Regions from separate parts of the Mus musculus genome. Here region 1 is linked to region 2. The links are chromatin contacts, called in public promoter capture Hi-C maps. All regions are on one chromosome and are shown on one strand. Each heading gives the region's core, a stretch centred on a gene start, on an enhancer-like site or on the middle of the called end of the contact. The rest is flanking DNA. Distances are from core to core; before and after follow the strand shown.

Region 1 (7,150 bases), core at 921-3,420, 190 kb after region 2:
GCCCAGGACATTCACAGCAGATGCAGAATAGCTTACTGATTTCCATGTCCAAGGTCTCTCCTTGTATTGTTGGGAGAGCTGTGGGCATTTGACTCAGTGCCTCTGATAGAAATGACACAGCCCCTTCTGTAAGATTATCTACTGGATATTGTGTTGTGGGATACATCTGTGGTTGCTGGAGGGCTAGAGAACTCACTGATCTTAAATTTACTCCTAGGAAAGTTGTGTTTATATAGATAAATTTTTTTGTACTAGTCTGTAAATTTCCAAACAGAGCTGAGAATTACATGTCCTAACATTTGCTGTCATCAGAAGATATTTCATGATCTCTACTAGTCAAGGCCAAATTTTTGAACACTTTATTTTCCAGTTGTATTTGCTGAGTAACGAGTTTGGTTCTTCTTGGAATTTGTAAAGTGACCTCATGGAATGGAAAAAGAAGTTATTGCCAACAATTGGAACATATACTTGTCTCTGTAACTATATTCAGCCAAATCATGTTCAGATGTGTGTACATGATGTGCTAATCATGTGTCTATTTTGCTGTGCAGTGGTCTGGGTAATATTAGCCACTCTGTGCTTGAGCAAGGCAGGTATTTTATTTTGCTTTCAAAGCCCAAATTATTGGATTAAAAAAAATGTTGATTTGATTGCTAGTTATTTCTTCAGGGTGTTTAGATTTTGTATTTTGTTAATTTTTCATGTTATTAGTCTTTTACGTTTAAATTGTTCTTATGTCAGGATTTTATGATTCTTAGTGCTGCTTGGGATTGAACCTAAGGGGCCTTGCACGTGGCAGACAAGTGACATTGAACATCCCCACCTCACATAAAGATGGTCTTTAGTGAAAACTTTAGCTAATTAGTTTTTTGTTTTTATATCTCAATTTTCATTTCATATCAGTTTTTTTTAAGCCACCTAAGTAATTTTAAAGTTGGGATATAAATTTAAGGATATTAAGGCTTATTCATAACGTAAATTTACATCTGTCTCTATCAACCTATATACCTACCTACCTACCTACCTACCTACCCACCCCCCCACCCAGCCAACTTCAGATATTTGTAAGGGATTATCTCAAATGTTTGCATTGTGGGCTGGATAAATGGCCCAGTGGTTAAGAGCATTTGATATTCTTGTAGAGGACCTGATTTGGGGCCTAAATCTGTAACTCCAGTTCCAGAGGATCTGATGCCCTCTTCTGGCCTCCTTGGACACTGCACACTGTCACACAGACATGCAGGCAAAGCACTCATACACATACTCAGAATGTTTGCGTTGTCTTTGTATACTGTGTAACAACAGAAAAGTGCCTTCTGGGCATATGCAGGGTCTCACAGTGTAGTGGCTAGCCTGGAATTCACTGTGTACACTAAGCTGGTCATGAACTCCTGTAAATCTGCCTGTCTCTGCCTCCCGAATTCTGTGATTGAAGGTGTCACCATCATACCTGGTCATAAGTGTTATTTTTGTACAAGAAGTGCTTAATGTTTTTCCTTAGCTTTTACCTTATGGCTCCTAACAGTCTATTCTTTTTGTCTAGAAAATAATAAGGCTAGGAGTAATGATTTTGCTGAGAAGAACGGACTTCAGAAATATGAGTATGTTTTACACCCAAGAACCACTGGCTTTACCTTTGTGGTGGACCGCCTAAGAGAAGGTAAGTTCTGATCTTAAAATGTGTGGTTTGAAATAAATGTGACACAAATCGCTGAGCTGTGTATGTATATCTGACGTGTAGTGAGCCATATGAATCCAATGACCTGTGACAAATAGTCACCTTCCTCTTCTAAATGTTTCATGTCATAAAATTGCCTGTGCCTAACATGAAAGGCCTTGAAACCTCAAGTAAGAGAAAGTGTCTTTCCTTAAATGGCATCACTGTTCTTTGAGTCTGATGTGTTTTAAGATACAAACTATAATTTGCTAAAATGGAGCCTTTTACATCGAAGTACCGTGATTTTGAAGAAATATTTGCTACCAGCCTAGAATCACATTGGGATGGTAAGACCAAACCTGTCTATGGTCAGTTTGGGTTATTTTTGAAATTCTGTGATTATAACTACTAAGATGTGGTCTGTGGTCTTGACTTTTGCGTTGCCAATGCCTACTGCACACCTCTGCCATCAGCTTGTAGAAGCTTGTAAAGGTGGAAGTCTTTGTCTCTGTATCTGTGCAGAATGGCACGAAGGCATTCAGGTAGTGCCTGTGTTCTCACTTCTGTCTCTCCTCTCTCTAACTTAGACTTACTCTTCTCAGTCCACAGTATGGTTTCCATTTCATGCATTTAGTCATTTCTTTAACTGGGAAGCTAGCACATTACTGTATTTCTTAGTTAATAGAAAATGACTTTTACTCACACAATTATCCTAAGTACAGACAAGATAATGGAGATTGTTTTATAGTTGACTACCCATCTAGAAAATATCTACTAGCAACCTGGTTAACTTTGTTGCACACTTGAAGTGTATATTGCCTAGTTGATACTCAGAACACTAGTCAGGAGCCACAAGTAGTAATTAATTGTTCCCTGCCAGAACTGGTGACTGACTCCCCACAGCCAGTTTATCATTTAAAAAGGAGAAAGACAGATGATAATTCTGCTTATTTCATTTAGAATTGTGGACTAGAAACCTATATACTATAGTGAAAAGAAAAAACATGTTGATGCTTGTTAAAGTAGTAACAACAGCCACTAACATTGAGTTTTTACAAGTGTGGGGCATTGCACTGTTTGTAGTGTAAAGTTTACTTCCTCTTTAGAAGCCTGCAGAGCAGTTCTCAAGTATCACACAGAGCAAGGGCAGACAGCAAGAGGAAGAAAGTCATCAGTTGCTGGATAGTGTGAGACTGAGTAGCATATGCTCTCATTTATAGTATAATAGGAGTTAGTCTCCAAGCCACAAAGACACCTTAGCAGGAGTGAGCTGCGTGGTTTTAAGAGAGGATTGAAAAGAAAGGCAGGCAAAGGATAATGGAAGGGTAATGGTCTCAGGTAGGTGTGGGATGCTGCAAGGTGACAGCAGGAGCAGGCGTGGACTGAGGAGGCACACTACAGTGTTGAGGACAGATTTGGTCTTTTGGCAGAAGTGAGATCTGCACCAAGGGTCACAGTAAAGAGGGTCTAAGAGGCCACTGAGTCCACAGCATTTTTTTTTTTTTTTGAGACAGGGTTTCTCTGTATAGCCCTGGCTGTCCTGGAACTCACTCTGTAGACCAGGCTGGCCTCGAACTCAGAAACCTGCCTCCCGAGTACTGAGATCAAAGGCATGCGCCACCACTGCCTGGCACACAGCATTCTTTTAGGAAAGGAATGTAAGACTCAAGGAGGCCCAGCTCAGCTTTCTGATCTTTAAGCCTTGAAGATCTGCTTTTACAGTACCCTGTGAAAAGAAAGCTTGCTGGTATAACAAATGACCATTATAACCACATTTCAGCAGTATTTCAATGGACCCCCAGGAGCCACACATTAAAATAATCAACCTAAAGCACCGCTTTCATGATTCTCACTTGCAGCGGAGCTCAGTGTGGCTGCTGTCTGTTGCTAGGAAGTGTGGGCAGGCAAACGTGACTTAGAACATCAGGAGTTAAGGATAAAGCGAGAGCAAGCTCTATCTATCTATCTATCTATCTATCTATCTATCTATCTATCTATCTATCTATCTATCTATCTATTTATTTTTGAGACAGGGTTTCTCTGTGTAGTCCTGGCTCTCCTGGAACTCACTTTGTAGACCAGGCTGGCCTCGAACTCAGAAATCAGAGAGCAAGCATTATTTAGCTAGAGCGGAGAGAGAACAAGGAAAGGAGCCCATGTTTTTCTTTAGACTCGGTTTACCAGGGCTGAGAATACTTGGCAATGTGACGCTAACTATGTAAGTAGGGTTGTTTGCAACAGTAACCACAGGGTTTGCCCTGAGTGCCTTCCGTTGTACCATCTGTGTACATGGTTTATCATTCTGCTAGAGTCTTTCTTTTTGGGGGATGTGGAATCGCCCTGCAAATGAATCAGCATTAGTTGTGTTGACTCTTAAAATATGCCAGAAAGTGGTAAGTACAAGCTATTTTCCTAGCATGCTTTTCAAAACTTTATATATTATACTCATAGGTCCTTGTTACCAGCAAGTCATACAGGCGTCTAATCACAGAAACCACAGAAACTTCCATTATGCGAGTGTGTGTGGGGGTATGAGTGTGTGTGTATGTGTGTGTGTGTGTGTGTGTGTGTGTGTGTGTGTGTATGTGTGTGTTTAAAAATGGAAATAATCCAGTCTCAAAACTAGTTACCAACTTAGGGGAAAGAAATTCCTTTTTAACTATATGTTATAATAAAATGTATAATGTTATCTTCAGCCTTGAAATCACTGTCTGCAAACACTATTCATCATAATGTCTGGTAAAGTTTTATTATAGATGATGGCTATTGTAATAATTATTTTCACCAGGAGGAGGCACAGGTGTGCACATTTGAAAGCACTGAGTCTTATTGAAACAAGTTGAAATTAGGCTAGACTACCCAGAGTAAGAGATAAAAAACATTTGTTTCAGAGTATGATCCAATTTGAAATATGATTATCTTCAAGAAGTTTATTGTCTTAATGGTTAGAGATAAGAATAATACACATTGAAAACTGTCTACATTAACATGCATGTTAAGTGTTAAGTTTTATGACATACAGTATGCAGAAATTTTGCTAAATAGTACCAAGTGTTCATGTAAGAGAGTCCTGTGGTCTGAGACTGAGCTGGATAGGCAGAATAACAAACATTCATGGCTGAGAAGGTACAAGAAAGGGCCAGTGTGGCTCAAGTAGCCACCTTGCAAGCAAAATGTTATTTTAAAATGTGATACCTCAGGTAGCCATAATGTTAGTCTATTAATAGATTGAATCATCATACAAATTGGCCCAGCTATTATTATTTAGATTTGAAATCAGTATTTTTTAAAAATTAAGACCAGTCCAAATTTCTGTTTATAATATGTAGTTCATATGCATAAATTCTGCTTAAGAAGAAATGAAGGACATAGCCTTTCCATGAATCTGGGTGTCACTGAGCTAACCACTAAAGAGAAAGTAAACTCTCAGCAGGTAGTCAGGACCAGCACGCTGGAACAACGGTCAGTTTGATCATGAAGAGAACTGCCGACATAACGATAGATTTTATGCATATGTGGTACCTGTGTCTGGCCCTCTTGTAGAGGTCACTGTAGCTCTCCTTGGCTATGACAAAACTGTAAGCAACAGCAGTATATTCATAGGTAGCTTGGCTTCAGCAACATTGTGAAAGTCCTTTAGCTTCTTGAACTTGGCCTGATTCATGCCTACCTGCTTACAGTTAATCTGTTTGTTGTAGTGGCATTGTATAGGGAAGGAGTCAAGCCAGCATAGGTCCCCACCCTGTGCAGCACACACTCCATTTATTTTAGTCAGTGAGCCTCTCCTAGGATGGAATTTCAACCACCCTGCTCAGCAGTGTGGAAAGGAGGGCAAGGAAGACAGGCAGGCATGCAAACAACTGAGCTATTGGGGCACTCAAAACCATGCAGCCTGACCTTTCATGGCGCCTTTCTTAATTGTGTGGGAGCCATTTATAAATATGTCAAGACTTTCCCCTTATGTTTGAAGTGTGATTGTACAGTAGACCTTTGATATTTGCAAGAATATTTTCTGGAACCTGTGCTGCTTCCCCACATTTGCAGTACCTTTGCAGATTAGCAGTTGGCCTTCTTTTGAGGTCATGTCAGAAGGAGCAGATCCTGTCTGTTGATTTTGGTACATAAGTGCACAACACTTAAGAGATCAATGAGTGGGGTGCGCACACAGCCCACCTAGGTGATGTAATTAGCATTCTGAAATAAATGCATTAAAAACTAAGAATGAAAACAAAGAAAGAACCTGAGCTTTTCACTGTGGACAGATCCTGCCTGTATCTTTTTAATGAAGCAGTTTATGGCAACCCTAGAAAATGATGAAAAGCATATATTTTATATGATACAGCCCTTTAACATCTAGCAACTGCCCTTTGTGTTCCAGGCCTTGAGTTGTACGTGTTTTTCCTTCCCTTCCATGGTGCTTTTACAAGCATAGCTTCTTAGTGCCTGGCCCAGGCTTGCAGACTCAGTCTGGAGCTGCCATACCTGGCTTCACAGTTCTCAAACAAACCACTGTCGTATGTGCCACCCAATTCTCCCAACCGAGCCATGCGCCCTGCCTGTACAGACAGGCTGCGCACAGCAGCTTGTGCAGGGCCACGTGGCTCAACAGGAAGATTGTAACTCAGGGTTAGGTTAGTTTGATGCCAAAGCCCATGCACTCCCCAGTGTACGTTCAGAGCTTCTCTGTTTTAGATACCACAGAAAATTGTTCCTCCTTGCAGCCTCCTTCACCAGATATTTACCTGGAGCACCTTGAATGTGTTATAAATTTTGTTTCAGTGTGTGTGTGTGCGTGTGTGTGTGTGTGTGTGTGTGTGTGTGTGTGTGTAAAACATTCTTACCTTAAATTTAACACCAATTATCTCTGGTATACTTTACACCAGGTTCTTCTTGGAATGACTGCATTATTTGCCCCAGGTACCGTGATTGCTACTGTGCCTCTGCTTTGCATTGTATCGGATAGTAGTATATTGTAGAGGATAAACAGTTGGAACTACACCCCACATCATATTGCAAGTGCCCATTCTTCCAAATTGGGGCTCTATTTTCCCTCATTTTAGCCATTACCTCTCAGATATGCATCCTAACTTTATATGGGATTTCTGTCTATTAAAAATAAGGTATTTGTTATTATAAAAAGCACATTTATTATTACAAGTAGGAAAATTAGTTATAAAGAAGGAAAGAAAGTCACCCATAGCATCAAGCATTTGCCCCTGAGGGACAGTCTTGCTCTTCTGGCTCCTGCTTCAGCATGTACACACAGTGAACATTAGGGTTCAGACATGCATCTTGTTTTGTAATGATTTTTAAAATTACAATAGTTTGTAACATGTTTCTCATTTGTTCTCAGAGTATATGCACTCTGCTCTATCAGACAACTGTTGAACTAGATTCCAATTTTGCTATCATTACAAATACTATCACATGATTATCCTCTGATGGTCAGTTTCCTTATCCTAATTACCAATGTGTGTAAGTTTTCTCAAGGCT
Region 2 (6,282 bases), core at 2,332-4,831:
CATGTGTTAAGAGATCAGAGAAGAGGGGAAGATCCAGGTACGGTACACATCCCATCTTCCCTCAAGACTGAGCTTAGAAAAGAGAGAAGTCATGGAAGGGGTGCCAGGAACCAAACTCAGCAAAGAAGCCTGTCCTGTTAGTGAGGCTGCCCTGTGGAAAGGAGTTAGACCTTCCACAAGGTCGCTGCTGTAGTCACTCTGTTGACTCCGTGTCTGGTTGCTACAGTAAGATACCTGAAGTAGCAGTATGAGGAAGGAAGGGTTTATTTTGGCTCCAAGCTTAAGGCTACAGTTCACGATGGTGTGTGCGCATCAGGGAGCCGGGGATCCCGTGGCTTGATCTTGAGGCCTCAGGTCACATTGCATCTGAAGTCAAGAAGCAAGGGGCAATGATTGCTTTCATACAGCTTACTTTCTCATTTTGTTATTCTCAGCCCTAGACCCCAATCTATGAAACAGCACCACCCACATTTAGGATGAGTCTTTCCACCTCAGTCTAATCTTGACATGTCCAAAGACTGGTTTCCATGGTGATTCTAAGTACCTGATGAGGTTGACAAACAAGATTAATAGTCCCAGTCATCATTGTGGGGACATTTTGAGTTTATGGTGGCTTCTGATCCCAGTTGTCCTGAGACTGGGGAGCAGCTCATTTGTCCTCTAGATTTACCTCCAGGCACTGCTCCAGCTGTCTTAGTGAAAATTTGGGCATCAAGCAACAGAAACCAACTTGGGTTAATATATTATATTAATATACTGGGTTAAGTTATATATTGATTGAAAAGAGACTAGACCACTTTTCATAATCATTGTAAAGGCTGAGTAACAAGTGCCCCATGCAGAAACTGAAGCTGGCAGAGGTCAATTCAGCTCATATCAGAAGAATCCTGTGGGATGTTCGTATAGCCCCTACTGCCTGCTGCCACACTGGGCTCTTTATTGGGAAAGTCTTATGTAACTTACATTTTTTAACCTTAATTTTAATAGTAGTTTTTAAATGTTTTAATCTCTTTTTTAGTGAACTACCCACCTGAGGTAGTGGAAGAGAAAGGTTATTAGGATACGGGGGAAGTGGACCTGTTTAGAAATGGGTTTTGGGGAGTAAATCCCATCTGCGCTGTCAGGATATCAGCAGTTTAGTTTATAGGTTTTAGCTGTGGCAGCTCCATCCACTTAAAAATACTTCACAAATATATCAGCAGTCCAGTTTAGTAGCTTATAGGATTTGCTAGCATTTACTCATAAATATGTCGTGGATGTCTTAGCAGTCTAGTTTAGTAATGTCAAGATAGCAAACAATCGGCAGCAGAAACAGTCAGGTCTCAGCTGAATTGGCACGAGTCAGAAGTAACCAGGACCATGCCAAGAGAAGTTCTCTGCTGTGCCTCTCTCAACGAAGTGAAGATCAGTGAAGACGCGAGTCTAAGTAGTATTGTAAAGCTAGGTATGTAAGCAAGTAAGCCATTATCACTGTCTGTTGGGTCCGATTTATACTCTCTCTAAGCATCACATGTCCTTTATGAGTCTTGTCTTACCACATGACTTGTCTCTCAGTATGTGAGTCTGTCTTAGTAGAACTTTGTGTGAGTCTTTCTCAGCTGACCTCACCCTGCCAATCAGCCCAAGTCTGAGGCAAGAAGCCTCAGGAGCCTCCCGAGTTCTTCGGTGCATTTCTCTCTGTGGGGTCATGACAAACAGAACCCAACAACATAGTGTAAGGTGAACCAATATTCACGTGTCCTTAGTGAAGAGTCTTTTTTCAGTCTTCCTAGTATGTGACCTGCTTTAGCAAAACATCCTTTTACCTGTGTCTGCTTTAGCGAAACATTTTCTTCACATGTCTGCTTCAGGGAAATATCCTTTCACCTGTGTCTGCTTCAGCAAAACATCGCTTCACTTGTGTCCACTTCAGGACAACACTCTTTCATGTGTTTGCCCCAGCAAAAGACCATTTGACACAACTGACTTTCTAAGGACACTAGGAGTTTCTACTTCACCCTGGCCCCTCCAGTACCATTCACTTCCAAGTCTGCTACCATGAGCAAGCTTCTGACAGACCCTTAAACACAAAGGTGTGACATGTCTAGATCCTAAGTTCCAGGCAGGCACATCAGTTGGCTGTACTTCTGTCCACACTAATCTATCCGAACTAAAGAAAAGAACTTTGGATGCCCCACTCACTTTCATGGGTCCTAGGAAGAGCTTTGGTGCTTTTCTCTCATCATTCCTCAGAAAACAGAAGTGGATGCTCACAGTCAGCTATAGGATGGAACATAGGCCCCCAATGGAGAAGCTAGAGAAAGTACCCAAGGAGCTGAAGGGGTCTGCAACCCTATAGGTGGAACAACATTATGAACTAATCAGTACCCCCCTGAAGCTTGTGTCTCTAGCTGCATATGTATCAGAAGATGGCTTAGTCGGCCATCATTGGAAAGAGAGGCCCCTTGGTCTAGCAAACTTTATATGCCCCAGTAGAGCGGAACACCAGGGCCAAGAAGTGGGAGTGGGTGGGAAGGAGAGCAGGGCAGGGGGAGGGTATAGGGGACTTTTGGTATAGCATTTGAAATGTAAATGAAGAAAATATCTAATAAAAAAGAAAAGAAAAGAAAAGAAAAGAAAAGAAAAGAAAAGAAAACAGAAGGGGGAGCAAACGGAGAGCACGCAGGAAATCCTTCCCTACTGTAGAGTCCACTGAAGGGAGAAAGAAGCTCTGGTCTCCCCTGCGGCTTCTCTATGAAATGGGAATGCCTTTCTTTCTTTCTTTCTTTCTTTCTTTCTTTTTTTCTTTCTTTCTTTCTTTCTTTCTTTCTTTCTTTCTTCCTTCCTTCCTTCCTTCCTTTCTTTCTTTCTTTCTTTCTTTTTTTTTTTTTTTTTAGTTAAACCACTTCAAGCATAGTTTGTGTTATTTGCCGTCAAAATGATGTTGTCTGTTAACCGGTTCCATGGTTCTCCCAGGAGCTATTTGGGGATTTGTGGAGTGTAGCTGTACCTCTTGTCTAGAGTTTTGCCTTTTGAGGTCTCAGTTACCTGAGCTCCATGGGAACGTCTAGGAAAAAAGAAATAAAGATAAGTTTTACATTCTGTAGCCTTCAGTGTAGCATGGCAAGAAGCTTCCTCCGTCCTTATCTCGAGTAATGTAAGACTTGTCCCTTTGTCTGGCATATCCACCCTGTATATACCACCTACCTATCAGTCACTTACTATGAGTCTAGAAATCAGTTATGACATCTAATGTCGAATTACCACAGTGCTTGTGTTCAGTAACCCTTATTGTATGACCTGGAAGCTCAGAAGTTACAGTACTGCAATTTTTCCACAGTGCATTACAATTGTTCTTTTTATCATCTGTCACTGGTTTTAATCCCAAGAATCCAATGGGAGACTTGAGATTTATGTTCCACAGAAAGGGGAATGTCTATGTGTGTCACCGTTTAGTGGGTGACTGCTGTCTCGAGACCCCACACACCCCGTAAAGCACAGCAAGAATGACCTGCACCGAATGCCAGTCATACCCACTGACAGGACATGCCACAGCCGCATCAGTCAACACTGAGGCTGATCACAGTCAAACCTCCTCAGCTTCCTGTTATAACTCAGATGACTGGCTCACTGAGCAGGAAGCTGAGATGAACGGCCCTTCAGAGGGAGGCTTTCTCGGATAAGTTATAGCATCGGCAGCATGACGAGGCCCTGAAGTGGAAGAACAAGGCTTCAGGTCTGCAAAGGGACTTCATGAAGAGAAATGGCCATCACAGACAGTGGGCAGAGAGCCCTGAAGGGAAGAGGCCTTCAATTCTAGACCACAAAGGGAGTCTCTAATTCTTATAGATGTCTGGGGTGTCATGAGGGGAAATTTCATACCACTCGTGTCTCAAGGCAGGAAGGCATTGAATAAAAGTGAATTTAAGATTCACTTTTATTTTAGGGTTGGGCATGAGGGTGGCTGTGGGTTATCAGAAGCTGCAAGAGACGAAGACCATAAGGCCACAACAGCTTTGTTTATCACCCCTTTGCCCAGGGAGAGAGAATGAAGGAGAGGTGTCCTGATTTCTGGGAGGCAGGGCAGCCAGAGGGTCTGCAACCTAACACTTTCCATAGAAGTTGAACAAAGCTTCACTATCGACAACAAAGTAGAAAACAGTGACCAAATAAATCCTCAGAGCCATCCAAACCACATACTTACCATCCCTGAGAATAGACCAGCCCTCACTTTATTGATAGCTAAAGAAACTGAGTCAAAGAGTCAACGCATTATTCAAGGTCTCATAGCACACATGGTGGCAGAACTCAGTGCAAAGACCAACTTCTGGCCCCCATGTAGTGCCTGACTGTTTAAAGGGGGGGAGGGGCAGGCTTGAGGAAAAAACAAAAACAAAAAAACGCTACTTGCAATCTAGCTCTGATTCCAGGACACTCCTAGGAGCTTCCCAGTGATTACCTTGAGGGCTCAAGGCTGCGCTCTGTCTTAGGCTGCCACCTGGTAGGAGACAGGCCGGTGTGGAGGGGCCGAACTTTGTGGGCAGACCTGGCACCAAGCAAAAAGAACAGAGACTTGCCCCCGGGGAGGACGAAGGCTCCACCTGGATTTGCAGACCTGGCTCTGTTACTTTCACCAGATAATCACACAGGAACTAATTAGCACCTTCTTTTTGAGCACAGCCCTCTAGGGCCCCAGGATGCTCAGGGGAGACAAGAAACCCATTAATTACCTTATCAGGAAGCACTGATAAGAACCTGCAGAAGATATTGCTCTGAGCTAATTAAAGAGGGCAGAGAAGGAAAAGAATGTGTCACCCTCCCACAGCACCTGACACAGACTTTGATCCAACCCCCCAGAAACTTTGAATCCCCAAGCTGAGAGCAGAAGACTCCAGACCATCCAAGGAAACTTCATCTTTGTGGTTCATGACTCCACCATGTGAGGTTCGGGAGTGAGCACGCCGGATGTGATGCTGGAGCATCCAGATCGAAGGCTGAGGTTGTGGGAGCCTTGTGGGAGCTGTCTCCCAGGACCCTATAACAGAGTACCACTAGGTTCCTGTCTCCTCTCACTGGTGTTAGTAGCAGGCCTACTTGGTTAGAGAAGAAAACAAGATATGACACACCAAGTCAAGGAACATTTGAGTATGAAAAGCTCGGAGCTGGACTTGAACCTAGACCTTTATCTCCCCACTCCTCTGTGGAATGATTTTATGGGTCTGGGGATGCTGGCTGGAGCCATACCTGGCTTATAGTCCTGGGATCATTCCCTTCGGTAACCCCTTTGAGCCAATCCCTGTTGCAGGAAATATTTAAAAATAGAACCAGCAGGCTTCCCGCGCTACCTCCAACTCGGCATCTCTCTGAGCCTGTGCTCCGCAGTCTCATGCCGGATCACTGCTGCCAGGCCCGCACATGTGCCGGCAACTCTCAGCCCCATTAGCTCTGTATCTACCCACCAATTCTCAGGCTGGGCCGGAGCTCCTGAGTTCTCTTCACTACAACGCCAGCCCACGCAATGACCGTCAACCCCACAGTCAGCCACAACACTCATTTACCCGGTAGAATCAACTCTTAAAGCTTATAATTAACCAATCAGATTTATGTATCAATAAAATCTCAATTTACAAGATGCCAATACAATATTTTCAGAGCCAATTGATAATGATGAAAGCATTATCCCAATTAGTCTAAACTTATGATATCATAACTACCTGTGGCTGGTTATAGCCATGCTGGTTCATGTCCACTTCCATTTTGCCTTCCCCTTCCTCTCAGACACTGGCTCTCTCAACTCTTAGCTCCGCCTCCCTTTTCCCTGTCCAATCACAGGCCTTCAGCTGCCCTAATGTAATTGGGCAGGGAAAATCCTGCAACAAATCTCTTTCTTTTCTTGAGCCTTGGTCTCTTTGTGCTTGATGTGGAACTAGCCGTGTCTACTCAAAGGGCTCTTGTGAGAAACAATAACTCATGCAGGTCACCTAGGACAGGGATCCACAATCATACCTTTGTCCGTAATGGGCCATTTTACAGACATATTTTTTAGGTATGGAATTTCAATTGCACTGAAAACCAACCGTGCAAGCCACCAAAAGGGGTGACATTTTGAAGAGACGGTGGTGGGTAGCTTGGCCTCTACCCACTCAAACCTACTTGACAAGCATCAAAGACTCTGCCTCGGGGCACATTTGGACAACCTGTGTCTGAGGAAAGCAGACTGCTCTGAGGTTTCAAGAGACTGTGAATAAATATCCCATGAGAGACAAAGATGCCATTTTATCCCGCAGAAGACATGGACGACCC

Evidence for each region. Promoter capture Hi-C pulls out the DNA fragments that hold promoters and counts their contacts.
Region 1: a contact with region 2 is called in a promoter capture Hi-C map of the HPC-7 cell line, with 3 times the contacts expected there. The contact joins two enhancer-like sites. A contact is called at or near these places in 4 of 39 promoter capture datasets (the C10 cell line, the HPC-7 cell line and stem cell-derived epiblast-like cells), 1 of 15 datasets of contacts at CTCF or cohesin (the NIH/3T3 cell line), 6 of 484 Hi-C or Micro-C datasets (the HL-1 cell line, the HPC-7 cell line, embryonic stem cells and 2 more), 1 of 115 datasets of contacts at active chromatin or transcription factors (the HPC-7 cell line) and 1 of 9 other capture datasets (liver).

The regions. Positions count from the first base shown.
Region 1 is chr17:73,195,136-73,202,285 of GRCm38.p6, forward strand. Lclat1 (lysocardiolipin acyltransferase 1) reads left to right here. Exons shown (of 6, transcript NM_001177967.1): 5 at 1,544-1,660. Among named protein-coding and RNA genes, the nearest start is that of E330032C10Rik, 52 kb to the right of the region's middle. Within about 2 kb of position 2,171, at least 17 of the 459 cell types and tissues checked have an H3K27ac peak or open chromatin away from gene starts, as enhancers often do. A contact at or near this core is called in the HPC-7 cell line, where this site is marked.
Region 2 is chr17:73,001,675-73,007,956 of GRCm38.p6, forward strand. No RefSeq gene overlaps it. Among named protein-coding and RNA genes, the nearest start is that of Gm23649, 17 kb to the left of the region's middle. Within about 2 kb of position 3,582, at least 47 of the 459 cell types and tissues checked have an H3K27ac peak or open chromatin away from gene starts, as enhancers often do. A contact at or near this core is called in the HPC-7 cell line, where this site is marked.